Regions from separate parts of the Mus musculus genome. Here regions 2, 3, 4 and 5 are each linked to region 1. Evidence: chromatin contacts called from public HiCAR-type and promoter capture Hi-C data. All regions are on one chromosome and are shown on one strand. The core of a region is the stretch at or near the end of the contact, and the rest is flanking DNA. Distances in the headings are between cores, read along the strand shown. Region 1 holds the start of Enpp5 (ectonucleotide pyrophosphatase/phosphodiesterase 5). Region 2 holds the start of Spats1 (spermatogenesis associated, serine-rich 1). Region 3 holds the start of B230354K17Rik (RIKEN cDNA B230354K17 gene). Region 4 has its middle 29 kb from the start of Gm35204. Region 5 has its middle 6.6 kb from the start of Gm35204.

What was found. Promoter capture Hi-C pulls out the DNA fragments that hold promoters and counts their contacts. HiCAR-type assays count read pairs that join an accessible place to other places.
Region 2: a contact with region 1 is called in a HiCAR-type map of astrocytes, with 5 times the contacts expected there. The contact joins the promoter of Spats1 here to the promoter of Enpp5 in region 1. A contact is called at or near these places in 4 of 39 promoter capture datasets (cranial neural crest, frontonasal cranial neural crest, hippocampal neurons and 1 more) and 1 of 115 datasets of contacts at active chromatin or transcription factors (astrocytes).
Region 3: a promoter capture Hi-C map of hippocampal neurons shows a contact between it and region 1, with 7 times the contacts expected there. The contact joins the promoter of B230354K17Rik here to the promoter of Enpp5 in region 1. A contact is called at or near these places in 12 of 39 promoter capture datasets (the 3T3-L1 cell line, 3T3-L1-derived adipocytes, the HPC-7 cell line and 7 more), 2 of 115 datasets of contacts at active chromatin or transcription factors (large pre-B cells and thymic regulatory T cells) and 2 of 9 other capture datasets (adipose tissue and liver).
Region 4: a contact with region 1 is called in a promoter capture Hi-C map of hippocampal neurons, with 5 times the contacts expected there. The contact joins the enhancer-like site here to the promoter of Enpp5 in region 1. A contact is called at or near these places in 8 of 39 promoter capture datasets (the 3T3-L1 cell line, 3T3-L1-derived adipocytes, the C10 cell line and 5 more) and 3 of 9 other capture datasets (adipose tissue, embryonic stem cells and liver).
Region 5: a contact with region 1 is called in a promoter capture Hi-C map of the HPC-7 cell line, with 9 times the contacts expected there. The contact joins the enhancer-like site here to the promoter of Enpp5 in region 1. A contact is called at or near these places in 10 of 39 promoter capture datasets (the 3T3-L1 cell line, 3T3-L1-derived adipocytes, the C10 cell line and 6 more) and 1 of 115 datasets of contacts at active chromatin or transcription factors (embryonic forebrain).

What each region holds. Positions count from the first base shown.
Region 1 is chr17:44,077,450-44,080,175 of GRCm38.p6, forward strand. Enpp5 (ectonucleotide pyrophosphatase/phosphodiesterase 5) reads left to right here and starts at 1,353. Exons shown (of 4, transcript NM_032003.3): 1 at 1,353-1,533.
Region 2 is chr17:45,473,551-45,476,276 of GRCm38.p6, forward strand. It overlaps Spats1 (spermatogenesis associated, serine-rich 1), which reads right to left and starts at 1,388. Exons shown (of 8, transcript NM_027649.3): 1 at 1,249-1,388. The coding sequence starts at 1,264.
Region 3 is chr17:45,432,457-45,435,182 of GRCm38.p6, forward strand. It overlaps B230354K17Rik (RIKEN cDNA B230354K17 gene), which reads left to right and starts at 1,375. Exons shown (of 3, transcript NR_130961.1): 1 at 1,375-1,771. Cdc5l (cell division cycle 5-like (S. pombe)) reads right to left here and starts at 1,251. Exons shown (of 16, transcript NM_152810.2): 1 at 935-1,251. The coding sequence starts at 979.
Region 4 is chr17:45,325,664-45,328,389 of GRCm38.p6, forward strand. No RefSeq gene overlaps it. Among named protein-coding and RNA genes, the nearest start is that of Gm35204, 29 kb to the left of the region's middle. Within about 2 kb of position 1,323, at least 21 of the 459 cell types and tissues checked have an H3K27ac peak or open chromatin away from gene starts, as enhancers often do. A contact at or near this core is called in hippocampal neurons, where this site is marked.
Region 5 is chr17:45,290,126-45,292,851 of GRCm38.p6, forward strand. No RefSeq gene overlaps it. Among named protein-coding and RNA genes, the nearest start is that of Gm35204, 6.6 kb to the right of the region's middle. Within about 2 kb of position 1,421, at least 4 of the 459 cell types and tissues checked have an H3K27ac peak or open chromatin away from gene starts, as enhancers often do. A contact at or near this core is called in the HPC-7 cell line, where this site is marked.

The DNA of each region.
Region 1 (2,726 bases), core at 103-2,602:
CCTCCAATTCTCAATGACCCACATAGAAACAGGCCCATTCTCACCCCTGATTTTTTTTTCTTCCAGGTTTTCTTTCTTTGGAGTGAACAAGGAATTGGCTTCTTAGGCTGGGAGATAAGGACTTACTAGACTGAACCACCTCCTTCCAACTTTGAGCAGTTTCAAAGGTCAGGACTTGGGGCTTCGGAACAAGTTGTGCAGCTTCATGGTTTTGGGTCTGGCTACACGCAGAAACAACCTCCCTTTCCGCCTCCTTCCCACGTGTTGAAAATGATAAAAATCCCCATGGCAGAGTGCCCAAATGCCCTTCAGGGCAGTGCCGCCCAATTTAGCAAGTGCCCATGGCTAGAGTTGAGACTGTCCCCTCATTAGAAATACACCAAAGGCTAAGACCAAAGGGCTCAATTCCTTTACAGAACGTGGCTACAAACATCACAGCCCCAGCACACAGAACAGAAGACATTTGTTACAGACAGGCACCAAGGCCACAGCTGTGGATGCTTGTAGCCTTACCAGCTGATTAAATGTTGAAACTTCAGTTGTGACAATCAAGCAGATAATACTGCCTATTGCAGACAGATTTGGTTAGCTGAAGCTTTCAGGTGCTACTGCTTGGAGGATAGGAGTGGGGAGTGCCTGCGTGGCCAACTTATAATAAGATGCAAACACTTGGAAGTCACACATTGGGCTTCAGAACAGACTAGATTCCCAAAGCCTTCCATAGAGGAAATACTTGACACCAGCTATTCATGAACAAAAGATTCATGAGGGCTAAGGATATTCTTCAGTTGAGAGAGTGCTCAGCTGGCATCCAGGAAAACCTGGGTTTAATTCCCAGCACCTCATAAAACCTGGCATGGTGATACATGCCTGTAATCCCCAGAATTTAGGAAGTTGGAGCAGGAAGGTACTAGGACTGAGGTAATGCTGGGCTACAAACTGAGTTCCACACTATGGTGAGCTAAATGAGACCCTGTTTCGAATTATTAACACCATCTCATGGCAAGCTTGGATATTCTGATGTCCCTCCTTCAATTAAAGCTTACTGAGTGACGTCATCAGTTTATGATAAAGGAAGAAGAAAACTCAGAAGAGATGGTAGAATAAAATTAGCTTATAATGAACATGAGTTTCAGATCTCCAACCACTGGGATAGCACACTAAAGTCCCTCAATATCACGGACACAACAGGCCTACCAGGGCAGTTCTGAGTGACAAGAGCCCCCAGCCACCCATCCCTATCCCCAAACCTGGCCACCAAGTCCCCCTCCTTCAAACCCACGCAGCGCCCGCCCCCCTGCTTCCGCTAATTGACAGGCAGCACAGCTACTCCTAGGAGCGGATTTTTCACCCTGGTAACAGTGACAAGCTGGCGGGAGCCAATGGCGTTCCAGCAGCGGGGCGGGCTGCAGCGACGAGTCAGGTGCTCTGCGCTGAGGCTGCGTGCAGGTGAGCGAACAGGATCCTACAGTGCCCCTTGTTTCTGCCTCCTCTTGGTCCCAAACGTTCCAGGACAGATCTGTCTCAGCGCGGGTGAGTCCCCGGAGAAGGGTGGCCTGCCTCCAGAGGCCCACACTGGGGCTGTCACCGGCCAGCGGGGCGGGGAGGCCTAGCAACCCCGTAGAGAAGAGGCGACGCACCCACCCACCCTGGCAAACACCCTGACATAAGCCCACTCCTCTGCTCTTTGATTGGTGCGCCTGTTTGCTTAGGTTGGGGCGGGGTGGGGGTGGGGGAGGCTGGAGAGAGGAAGGACTGGAAAGGCCAGGGCGATTTCAATCGAGATCTAGAGAGTTTCAGGGCTCCGTGCTGTTTCTGCGTGGAGAAATGAGAGATTTGTCCTTTTTTCCTCATCCCCACCCCCACCTGCGTTGTGGCACCCATGTAATTATGTTGCTTCTTATTATCGAACATCCCCGAGCTTTAGACAGAGCCTCATACTTCGCTTCAGTTTGCCCCAAGAAAACAGTTGTCTTCTATTTACCTCAATTAACTAAAATAGATGGGAAAAAAATCATATGTTCCGTGCAACTGATTCTTTCTTGGCATTAAATTGTATTTGGTTGATAATAATTTCCTTCGTGTTAGTGAGATGGGAGAGAAAATTGGGGGAAAGAAAAGAAAAGAGGGAAGAAACAGGGATCAGTCATTTGCAGTTTCCTGCATACATTTAATTCCCCGTCATGGCCATTATTAATGTTGCTCCCAGAATGAGTGGCATTCAAGATACAATAGTAAATTTAAGTTTGGAATCAGTCATTGTCTTGAGACCAATGTCCAAAACAGTTTCTAGTCTGGATGAAACCACAGTTTAAAAAAGCAAATCTAACCTTAAGCTCATATGCATCCTTTGCATACAGCTTATGGTTCTGAAAACAAAGCCAGCCTGCCTCATAGGTTACATCTGCCCATTCCTAGACCATAGCAAGGCAAGTCAGAGCCACATGCACACATTCCACACATGTACACATATCACACACATCACACATGCACACATATCACACACATCACACATGCACACACATCACACATGCACACACAATCACACATGCACACATCCCACACATACACATATCACACATACACACACACATCACACATGCACACATACCATACATACACATACCACACATACCACACATGCACACACATCACACATACCATACATACACATATACCACACATACACACATACCACACATGCACACACATCACACATGCACATA
Region 2 (2,726 bases), core at 138-2,637, 1.4 Mb after region 1:
TGAACACTGCGATCCTCGTGCCTGCCTGTCCTGCACAAGCACTGCACGTGTGCAAGCGCCAGCTTAGCTCCTCTTTTTGATGGAAGTCTCTGACTGATCAGATCTCAAATGTAGACATGAGCTCATTGTGTGTAGCCCCTAACTATCTGCCTTAGCTTGGATCTGCAATGCTCTCCAAAAACCCATGTTTTAAAGATTTAGCTCCCAGTCTGTCATACTGTTGGGATGATGGGACTGTTTTAAAAGTCAGAGGGCATGGAGGTGGAGAGAGTTAGAACCCTTGATGCTCTTGCAGGGGGGGGCGGGACTTCTATCCCCAGCACCACGTGGTGGTTCACAGCCATCCATAACTCCAGTTCCCGGGTATCCAACGCCCTCTTCTACCTTCTGCAGGCACCAGACGCAAACTCAGTATACATACATACAAACAGGCAGGCAAAACATACATAAATAAAATAAAGACAACTTTAAAAAAATAAGAAGTCTTGGGTCGTTGGGGTGCCTCTGAGTGAAAGAGTGGGACCACAGCCATCCCTTTTACTCGTCATTATTTCTTGACTAAGAGGGAGACGCTTTGATGATTGCCACTATGATATGCCACCAGAGGGCCAAAGCAACAGGACCTTGACCATGAGCCACACCTGGAATGTCGGGGGCCTGTGAAGCAAAAGATGGAGAATTCCGGGCTACTCTGGGCTACATATGAGGTAGCAGTGCTTAGTCTTTAAAAAAAAAAAAAAAAAAAAAACCTATAAAGCTATGAGTCCAATAAACCTTTTCTCTCCATAAGCTTATACACCCATCCAACCTTTTGATTTCCCAGAACTCAATTGTATTTCTTTTCCACCTTAGTCATGCCCAAGTCGCTTTTCTCTGGAACCTTCTGCCGCTCTCTAGTACAGGCCGCTCTTGAGACAGAGGGAAGTTGGCGGACGGGATTGCCATATCCAGTATTCATGGGCTCACCAGTTCACACAGTGAAAAGCAATCGGACCCAAAAGGTGCTTGTTAGAAAGGCTATCATTCAAAACCAACAGACCCCATAAGTCATTGAAATTCAAGAGGCAGCGCAAGGGAAAAACCTAAATCTCACTGGACCTCCTAGCGGTGTTCACGGGTTTGAATGTCCTGCCCACTCCTCCTCCTCCTGACTCAGGGCTCCCGAAAGTACTCGCCCCGCCCCGTCCTTGGGTCTCCTTTCCACCTCTGAGTCCCACCCTACTTCCCTGGGGGAAGCCCTTCATCTACCCTTGGAAGACTCCATGGAGGATGTGGCCCAGATCAACGCACCAACTGGCAGCGGAACTGCCAAATACCAGGATGCAAAGCGAAAGCAAGGGCGTCTACCACCGCCTGCAAGGCTCGGTCCAGGGTTGCCAGGACAACGCGCCACTTCCCGCGAGCTGGCGCGCTACTCTTGACGCACCTATCTTCCTGCACCCGGCGCTCCGGCCTGGGTTGAGGATGGAGGTCTCAGACCTCAGAGCTGCAGAACCTCAGGATTTTGTTTTAGTTTGCGGCTCTTTTCCAACAACTGTCATTGCTACTTCTGTCACCTCGGGTGGCCGTGTGCGGTGCACCCTCTACAGAGCTTGCAGATGTCGGTGTAGAATTGGCATCCTGATTAGACAGGATTCACCCACCACTTACCGCTCCTTTTTCTGGGCCAGGCGCCCTGCTGGATGCTGTCTTGCCTCAGCAGCCAGCTGCGTTTTTCAAAATAGAAAACTGACTTTGAACAAAGGCTCGTTCAAGGTCATCCAGAAAACAGATTCACTCCCAAGTTCCACCCTTACAAAGCTATCTTTCTCTCCATGGTATAGACTGAAATTTATCTTTCTAACCCTTTCCCTAATAAATCTCACATAGAAACGCCCCCCATCCCAAGCTTAGTCTCTAAATTTATATTGAGACCTGGTTTGGGGGCTGGGCAGTGGTGGCACACGCCTTTAATCCCAGCACTTGGGAGGCTGGCTGAGGCAGGCAGATTTCTGAGTTTGAGGCCAGCCTGGTCTACAGAGTGAGTTCCAGGACAGCCAGGGCTACACAGAGAAACCCTGTCTCAAAAAAAAAAAAAAAAACAAAAAAAGAAGGAGGAGGAGGAGGAGGAAAAGAGAGAGAGTAATTAATATAATTATTCATATTTACTTGTGTGCTGTATGCATGTGCGTGCACATGTATCAGGGACTCACTTGCCCATGCATTTGTATATGTCAGGTGTCTTCCTCCGTTGCTCTCTGCCTTACATTTTTGAAATAAGGTTCTTGCTGAACCCGGAGTTCACTGTTACAGCAAGGAGTCCCAGGGAACTACCTATCTCTGTCCCACCAGCTTATAGATGTGCCATATGGCTTTTAGTAGGTCCTGGGGTTTGAACTCAGGTCCTCGGCTTGTGCAGAAAGCACGTTACCCACTGAACCCTCTCCACAGAGTGGTTCTGTTGTTAGTAATTGCATTGATTGCAAAAGAAACAACAGAAGGAGTATAGAAATCTTGAAACTGAGCTAGCCAAATATTGCTTAGACGGAGTAGATCCTCTCCAGGCCACGCCCTAACTGAGGAGTCATCCAATAGGAGACGGCCACTGGGGTTATAAAAAAGAAGCCAGAGCTGGACAGTGGTGGCACACACTTTTAATCCCAGCACTCTGGAGGCAAAGGCAGGTGGGTCTCTGTGAGTTTAAGGCCAGCCTGATCTACAGAGCGAGTTCTAGGACAGCCAGAACT
Region 3 (2,726 bases), core at 125-2,624, 1.4 Mb after region 1:
TATTTGTCTTATAAAAATGAGTAATCTGAGGCTCTCAGAAGTAACTCAGCCGGAGCCACACAAAAGTGCTTGTGAAAACAAAGCTGTAGTAAATGAAAAATAGGTGCCACCAAACCACTAAACAACTAACTCTCAACGGGACGACCAACGAATGGGCCAGGAGGACTCTAAGAAGTGTTCTCAGCTAAGTTTGGAGCATGTTCAGAAAGATGCCAAAGCAATAAGGAGCTATCTCAAGAACGCACAAGACAGACGGAAAGGTGCTCATACATTCGGCGCACTCGATTAAATGCACGTTAACTTAATTTCTATTTTACTTCCTTCCTTCTGCTGTTCCGCTCACCGTGACATAATCTACAACATTTCTGGACGCAAACACCACCGTAGGTAAGTTTGTCCTAACTGGCTTCTATCCCGGCAAGGGTGGCGTGACTGGAAAGGTAAGAGAAAGGACCCAGGTCCTAAGATAAGCAGAGAGGTGCAGACGTAAACGGGCAGCCTGTCCGGCTGTAAAGAAGTCACGGAAAAAACAAAGTTGCAGCCACAACGGCTTCTAACAGAGCGAAGCGCTGTGCACGAGCTGAGATCGAAAGGAGCTGGAGAAACACCAGGCTCCGGGGGAGGTCCGGTCGGCGGCCACCGGGCTGCAGAAGACACCGAGGGGGCGCGTCCCTAACTGATCAAATAAGTGATCAAGGGCCTAGCAAATGCCAAGCGAGGAGCGCCGGGCGACAAGTCGCGACCTCGCCCCCGGGGTGAGCCAGGTGACCCGAGCCCGCACCCATGCACCGCGAGGGTCCCCGGGGTCCGCGCAGTCGCCGCCCCGCACCGCAGACCCCCGCGGGACAGCCACGGCTCCCGGAGCTTCCCCGCGCGTGCGCACACGCTACCAGAGCCGGCGGAGGGCTGCGGACGGCGGGAAAAGCTGCCTCACCTCCGTGTTCCTCCACACTCCCCCTTTGATCATAATCCGGGGCATCTTAGCGGCAGAGTGTCCCGGCAAGGGAGCCGAGGAGAGCTTCGAGAAAGTAGTAACGGCGCTCCGGGCACGGGACGCAAAAGGCCACTTCCTCCCAAGAGCGACCTTCTGCTTTGAAGAGCTCTGCGCAGGCGCGGCGTGGGCAGCCCCGGGAAATCTCGCGAGATCTTAGCGGCCGAAGGCAAAAGACGCGGGCGGCCAGGCTGCAACCTTAAGACTGATGGAGACTAATCAAACCGCAGGTGCCAAGGCGCCCGACGTGTCGCGCGCAGGTCCGAGACTAGGGTGAAGGAAAACAAAACTCTCGCGAGATGCCAGAGTTGGAACTTGACCGGGAACGCAGTGAAGGGATTGGTCCTGACGTCACGCGGAGGGCAGTGCCGGGGGTGGGGAATAAATGTGAGGGGTGTGGCGTTCCTCAGCACGCTTGGTCCCCAGGGAGCGCTGTTTGTTTGTTTGTTTGCTTGTTTGTTTGTCTGTTTGTTTAACGGAGCGCTGCGCTGGGCATCCCGGCGACCGACGAGGACTTCGCTGAGTCCTCGGGGAGATGCAAACGAGTCCGTTCTCTTTCTAGGAGCTCCAACTCGCAGCGCCAAGCGCCGAGGATGCCGGACGGACTCAAGATCCTAACTCTAACCTGAGGGACTGAGCGACTGCTCGCCCCAAAGTGTTCGCTCTCCTTCCTGGAAGAGCCACAAGGGGTTCGAGGCGACGCCCTAGGGACCCTTGGGAAGCGTCACGTCAGCCGCTTTCCCTCATCCCTCGCTGTTGGGTGTCTGTGGAACAAACTCGGTGAGTTGCGGGAGTCTCGCCCCTGGAATCCGGGGTCGTCCTCTGAAGAGTGGAACAAACAACTTGTTCATCAAATCAGAGGGCGGCTGCGAGTCCACAAAGTCTCGGTGAAGTGGAAATTGTCAGACTCTCTGCCATCTCCTCTCTCTTTTCCCACGCAGATTTCTCCACTATTCCAGAGCAATTAATTACTTGGTGTCACCCCAGGTCCCTAGGGAAAGATTTTATTCCGTGCATAGCGGCTCTGGTTTGTTGTCACTGTTCATGCTTCCGTTTGCCCCTTCTAGAAGACATGACGGATTTTCCGATTCGATTTTTGTTACGATTTTTTTCCTTGAAATAGGAAATTGTATCAAAATATCACTGCTTTCAGTTGAGAGGGAGGTAGTGTAGTGTTATGAAGAACACTTGGGTTTAGTGACCTACAATCTCATTTCACTCCTGTCATCTGACAGGATGACAGGTTAACAAGCCATTTTCTGCCTCTGGTACTCTTTGCAATGCTCTCTTGTAAAGATGTGTAACCATTACCTCCTGCCAACATCACTTAGTTGTATGGTTTTTATCCCACACACCCAGGTCACACACCATTTGGTTGACCAGATCAAAGCAAATCTGAACACTCCTCTCTGGGGATCTTAACGCTAGGATCCAAAAGAGGTCAGTGTTTCTGCTAGCTGATAAGCCTCTAACCTACCAATTGTGTGGCACCTAACAATTGTATTTTGAACTACATGGTCCCTGGATCTAGAACATTCCCAAGTCGTAACTACTTCCATATCCCCCTTTTGGATTTAGTCATTGAAGTTAGCTTTCCATTATTTGTAATCGAGAGGCCTAATAAATCCACAGTTGAACCAGTCCTCTTTCACATAGGCTATTCCAAAGGATCATGACAGTGACTTCTTCCACTCAACATTCTGTCATCTTTATGCTAACTTTAAAAAAGGTATCT
Region 4 (2,726 bases), core at 73-2,572, 1.2 Mb after region 1:
GGTTCCATTTGTTTGGTTTGAATTTTCCTTCCCAAAAAACCACTGCTTCCTGCTACTACCAGTGCAGGTAAAACCAGGACTCTGTAGGACAGTTCAGGGCTGTTTTGTTTGTTTGTTTGTTTGTTTGTTTGTTTTAAGACAGAAGACTCCTCTTTGTAGCCCAAGCTAGCCCTGATCCCATAATCCCCCATTTCCGCTTCCCGCATGTGTAGGATAATAGCTACATCCCAAGGCTAAGCTAAGCCAGATTTTCTCTTTTGTTTATGTCCGTAGGCTTGATGTTCATTTGTGTGTGCATACAGTTGGGTCAGAAGAGGATGTTGAGTGTCTTTCTAAAATCATCTATTTGCCTCATTCCCTTGAGATGGGATCCCTCCAAGAACATGGAGCTAGGTTGCCAGGCAGCAAGGCTCAATATCCCTGAGTCTCCAATCCCCTGCCCATTGCTGCAGTTATAGGCTTGAGTGTAACCACACCCACCTTTTTTACACAGATGCTGGGGGTTCACACTCAGCCCCTTTGTGCTTTAGAAGCAAGAGCCCTTACCCACCGAAGCAGCTTTAGGAGAGTTCGGCTCCGTGGCTATGCACAGCCTATCAAAGAAACAGGAAACCCCAGATCTCAGACTCCAGGCCACAGGACCGGGCAGAAACACCCCCACCTCTGTAGAACGGAAAGGCCCAGAGACCTGAGCAGGTACAGATGTCCTTTTTCAAGCATGCTTTCGCTACTCAACTCCAGATAGCTCTTCTTAATGAGAACATGAACATAGGGTTGCCATGGTACCAGTTATCCATAAAGAGGCCAGGACATCTGGATGTGATATTTCCCGGGTTTGGTGTTTTTTTTTTTTTTAAGTGTCACCATGTGGAGCATTTGGTAGAGAAAGACACTAAAATAACTCAATAACTTAATATCTATCCAGCACAATCCTGGGAAATCGTTACTACAATTATCTCCGCTTTATGTTGAAGAAACTGAGGCCCAAAGTTATCCATGGAAAAGCAGAGTAGGGAGAAGCCCAGCACGGGAGGGGTTAAAGCAGAAAATATAGACCCTTGTGTTGAATAAAAGGAGACAGAGCCAATTTTTCCTACCATAACAGTAAATTGGCCCCAAATTAAGCCAATACCCAGTTCTTATTGCTTCTGCAAAGAATTAATAAACCATGACATCTTCTGAAATGGGGGAGGCCAGCTGCTCGGGGACATGTCAGAAAGCTTTTTACGGGCTTGGAGATGTTCTGCCTTAGCGAGTTAACGGAGTCCACCACAAGCACGCAGAGAGGGAAAGTGCCCGCTCCCAGCTGGGCTCAGAACTCTTCCCACCGCCAGGAGCCAGGCCATGCAGTAGCTGACTCTCCGGGGCGTTAATGGCTGCGGCCTCCCAGAGAACACTCTGGAATATTTTAGGTTTATATTTTGCAGATGGTGTGCCAAGTCCTTCCCTCATTTTGCCTATTAGATGGCTAGTTTCCTTTTCCTAGTTAAGGGATTAACTAGAATTATCAGTGATCATAAGCTTCTCCCACAGGCAGGTCAAAGGAAATGAATGGAAACTGTGGCAATAAGAGCGCCGGGCAGACCCACAGAAGCACGCCTGCCTGGAGAGTTCTCCCTGGCACTGCAGGCCAGCTAGCAAGGGGGATGCAGGCTGAGCTAGAGATTTCCACAGGGCTCCGCTCAGAGCGCAGCTTACAGGCAAAGTCTCCAGGGACATCAGGGAGCCAGGTGAGATCTTGGCGGTGGGAAGTATCAGAAACTCGGACTTAAAGGAGGAGAGGGAGTTTCCAAATATTCTACTCTCACTCTTTCATTGCCGGGTGGGGGCAAGAAAATTGGGAAAGCGAGAAGTGATCGCCGAAGGGTCCCATGGCTAAATAACAGCAGAGATGAAACTGAGCCTGGGTCCCAGCCCTTGATGCCCAACCTAGATCCCTAGAGATAAGACCACACACTGTTCCGGTTCTCAGTTCAATGACCTATAAAATGAATCTCAGAGCATCACACTTCCATCATATATATCATATATGGTCTCCCTGGTCTTTGTGACAGGATGCCTATTAAGGACCACGACTTCCCTGTCTTTATCTGGGAATGCTCTCTGTATGAGCTCGAACCTAGGTGGCCTTGGTTAATGTTGAGAGACTGGTAACGATTCAACTCTAAGAGGTTGAGGTTTATCTCCTGTATAACGCATCTCTGGGATGTGTTTGACATGATGCTTCCGTGTCACAGGACGGTGTCATTACTGCAACTGTCACAGAGGGAAAGAGGAAAACTGGGCCCTTAGAGCCACATCAAAATTAGCAGATGCTGTTTGCTTATACTAAATGGCGAGCGTCCACTGATGTATGTATAATATGAATAAGTATTCCTTGTATGTTTCTGTCAGTGTGAGCATCTCATAACGAATAGTCACATTTCCACAGTGCGGCGAGGGATGGCGTTCGGCTGACACAGTCAAAGGGATGAATAGCACCCTCAAGTTCACTCCTAAAACAGAGTGTGACCATGACACTTGGCATTCATTCAATGCCACCATTCATAGCCATAACACTGGGCAGCTGCCTGTCTGCGCTGATGGAATGTTCTAGACTTTGGTGGCAGAGAAGTCAAGAAAACACCATCCTTTTGCTCTCAAGGATGAGACTGAAGATGGTATTGCCACAAAACAAAGCAACTGTCACTGCAAGGGAGGAATGAAGAGAGCTGGGTTAGCCAAAG
Region 5 (2,726 bases), core at 171-2,670, 1.2 Mb after region 1:
GTGACAGTAGCCCGCAGTAAGGACTTTGGAAGGAGCAGTAAAACCGCACCATGTCTGCTTTCTTCTCTCTGCCTCCACTCACCCCAACACCACCAACTCTGTGCTGCATTCTGCCTCCAGCAGAAGGCCAGAGATGAATTATTCTCCATCCCTGAAGTTGGCCTCTGTAGGGAATCCAGAAAACAAGTCATCATGTAGGGGCAGTGAGGTCAGCCAACAGAGCCAACTTCAAGAGGTTCTGTCCTCCTTGTCACCAAAGTCTTCAAGTCTACAAGAGAGATAAGAGGCTCCTACCTCAGCCCACAAGCAAGAACCTTACACACACGCCCACAGCTCTCCTTCCCCACAGACATGTCAATCACCAAGGGTCTCGGGCACATGTATCCTCTTATTGCCTCTCCAGTCATGGCTGAAGACCATCAGATCGGACTACTTTCTCTAAAGGTCTCTGAAGGGCTCAGGTTAGTAGCTGATGGTTAAAAACAGCTCAGATCAACTCATGTTGTACTGGAAGGCTTCCTGGAAAAACTAGAACCAAGGGACTTAATAAGGAACAGAGCAAGCCTGTGATCTTAAATGGCTGATCAAACTAAGACACTGATCTCTCAACCTTTACAAACCCAACACCCATGGGAGCTTTGGGTGCAATTCCAAGGGTCACCCTTTATACCGTATACCTTGGGGTGACTCCAGAGGGTACCACCTCCATAGCATGTACACTTTTGATGGCTCACATTGGTACCATGTGGGTGGCCTGCTAAGAACGCTCACTTTAGCCCACCAGAACCTGAGTGAAGGAGGGGAAAGGGCTGTTGCCTCACTCCTTGGAAACCCTTGACTGCAGCCCCGCTTACCCTAACTCATTCCCCCAAACAGGAGCTGTTATCTGGTCCTACCAGCCCGCGAGATTGCCAGTAGAGGGTCAAGGGCATTATTCGTTTCTCAAGCCAGTCTCGATGCTCCTGAGATTGAAAGAGAAACAAAGCCAGCCATGGTGCTGCCCACCTGTAATCTCAGTACTCAGAGGGCTGAGGCAGGAGAAGCCTCAAGTTCAAGGCCAGCCCCAGCTATGTAGAAAGGCCCTCTCAGAGCAAACTAAAACAAACAACAGAAAAAGAGGAACTCCCGCACATTAGACCAGGCCACCAGGTGCAAGCCATAACTGTCCCCAATTAAGCAGGACATATGTTTCCCCAATCTATGTTCCTCCTGGTTTCCCCCTCTGGACCTAGCCCAGAGTGCTGTCCATAAGACACGTTGGAAAGAAAAGAAAAGAAAAAAACCAGAATATTTTCGTGCTTGCTGGAAATAGTTCCCTTTTATCCACTGGGTCATTCAGAAACCTCCATTGTTTGAGAGTAGCCTACTTTTTAAGAGTCAAAGAAAGCCAGGGCTTCCTTGGTCTCCCTTTTAGACCTGGGTCACTGGTTTCCTTTATCAATCAGGAGCATGAGAAAATGGTGAGTCTTCCATCTTGGAGTGTATCTAACACATTGCCAGGCCTCGTTTCCAGTGCTGGGATTGAGGAAAATGGTGGCAGGAAGTCCTTGTGCTATAGAACACAGTACAGGTACAAGGGAAAAAATTAAAAAAAAAAAAAAAAAAAAAGGTCAGGCGGCTACGTGGGAGGTTGTTTCCCTAATCACTATTCACTCTTTAAATCCACACTCAGCTGCCAAGTCAGTGGAAGTGGGCCTTACTGATTCCCAGTTTCTCCAAGAACCTGTTGCTTCATCCCCTGAGCCATCTCCATAAGACACGTTGGAAAGAAAAGAAAAAGCCATCTCCAAGAGTCAGAGCTGTAGATATTTCCCTCCAGTGTCTCCACATAAAAGGTATCTAGTGCTACATGTCCCGTCCCGTATACCTAGCCCCCACCACAGTAAAAGCCTGCCTGGCTTCCATGCCCTCCTGAAGCTCATTTTCTAACAGGAAACAGAAAATAATCATGAGGTAAAAATATATTGTATGCTAAGTGAATGCACATTAAATGAAAATAGAGCAGGAAAGCCAGACATTATAAGTGGCGGCTGGTGACAGTGTGAAAGATGGCGGTCAGGGTGGCTCTCATTGAGATGTGATTTGAACAAGGGAACAATTTATTATGAACTTTTCCATGACCTTGTCAAAGCAGGTTTCTCCAGATTTCAGAGGAGCAATGGGGAGATGCCGGAGGACCAGGCAGCTCCCCACAGTCTCAGACAAGCACAGATCAGCACAGGGGCACCACCTGCCCACCAGGTCCCGCCTCACTGAAACAAGAAGAGACTGTGGAAGCTTGTTCTATGCCTTACACATCAATAATGAGCTGTGTAAAGCAGGTTGTCCCTGTCTGGCCAGCTGTTTCTTTTGACAGGAACCTCCTTGATCTTAACACATTTCCTCCATGGATATTTCTATCCCAAGCCAAAGGATAGCTGGTCATGTTGGAGCTCTTAAAATTACATCCTGTGTAAGTGGGCACTTTCTCTGCTGACCCACAAAGCAGAGGACAGAGGCCAAACCCATCACCAGCTGAAAAGTGGTACCCATGGGGCCGTGAATCGTGTTCTCTGGTTTTGTTTGTGACTTGAACACAGCCCAACAGCTTGAAGACAGACCTACTGTCAGCCCTGGGGCTGGAGTCTGTGGGACAGTTCCCACCAGCCAGCCCATCAGAAATGACAGACAGTAGCCCAATACAAAGGGACTGTCAGTGACGCAAAGGGTGTCTTTTGGGGGTCAAA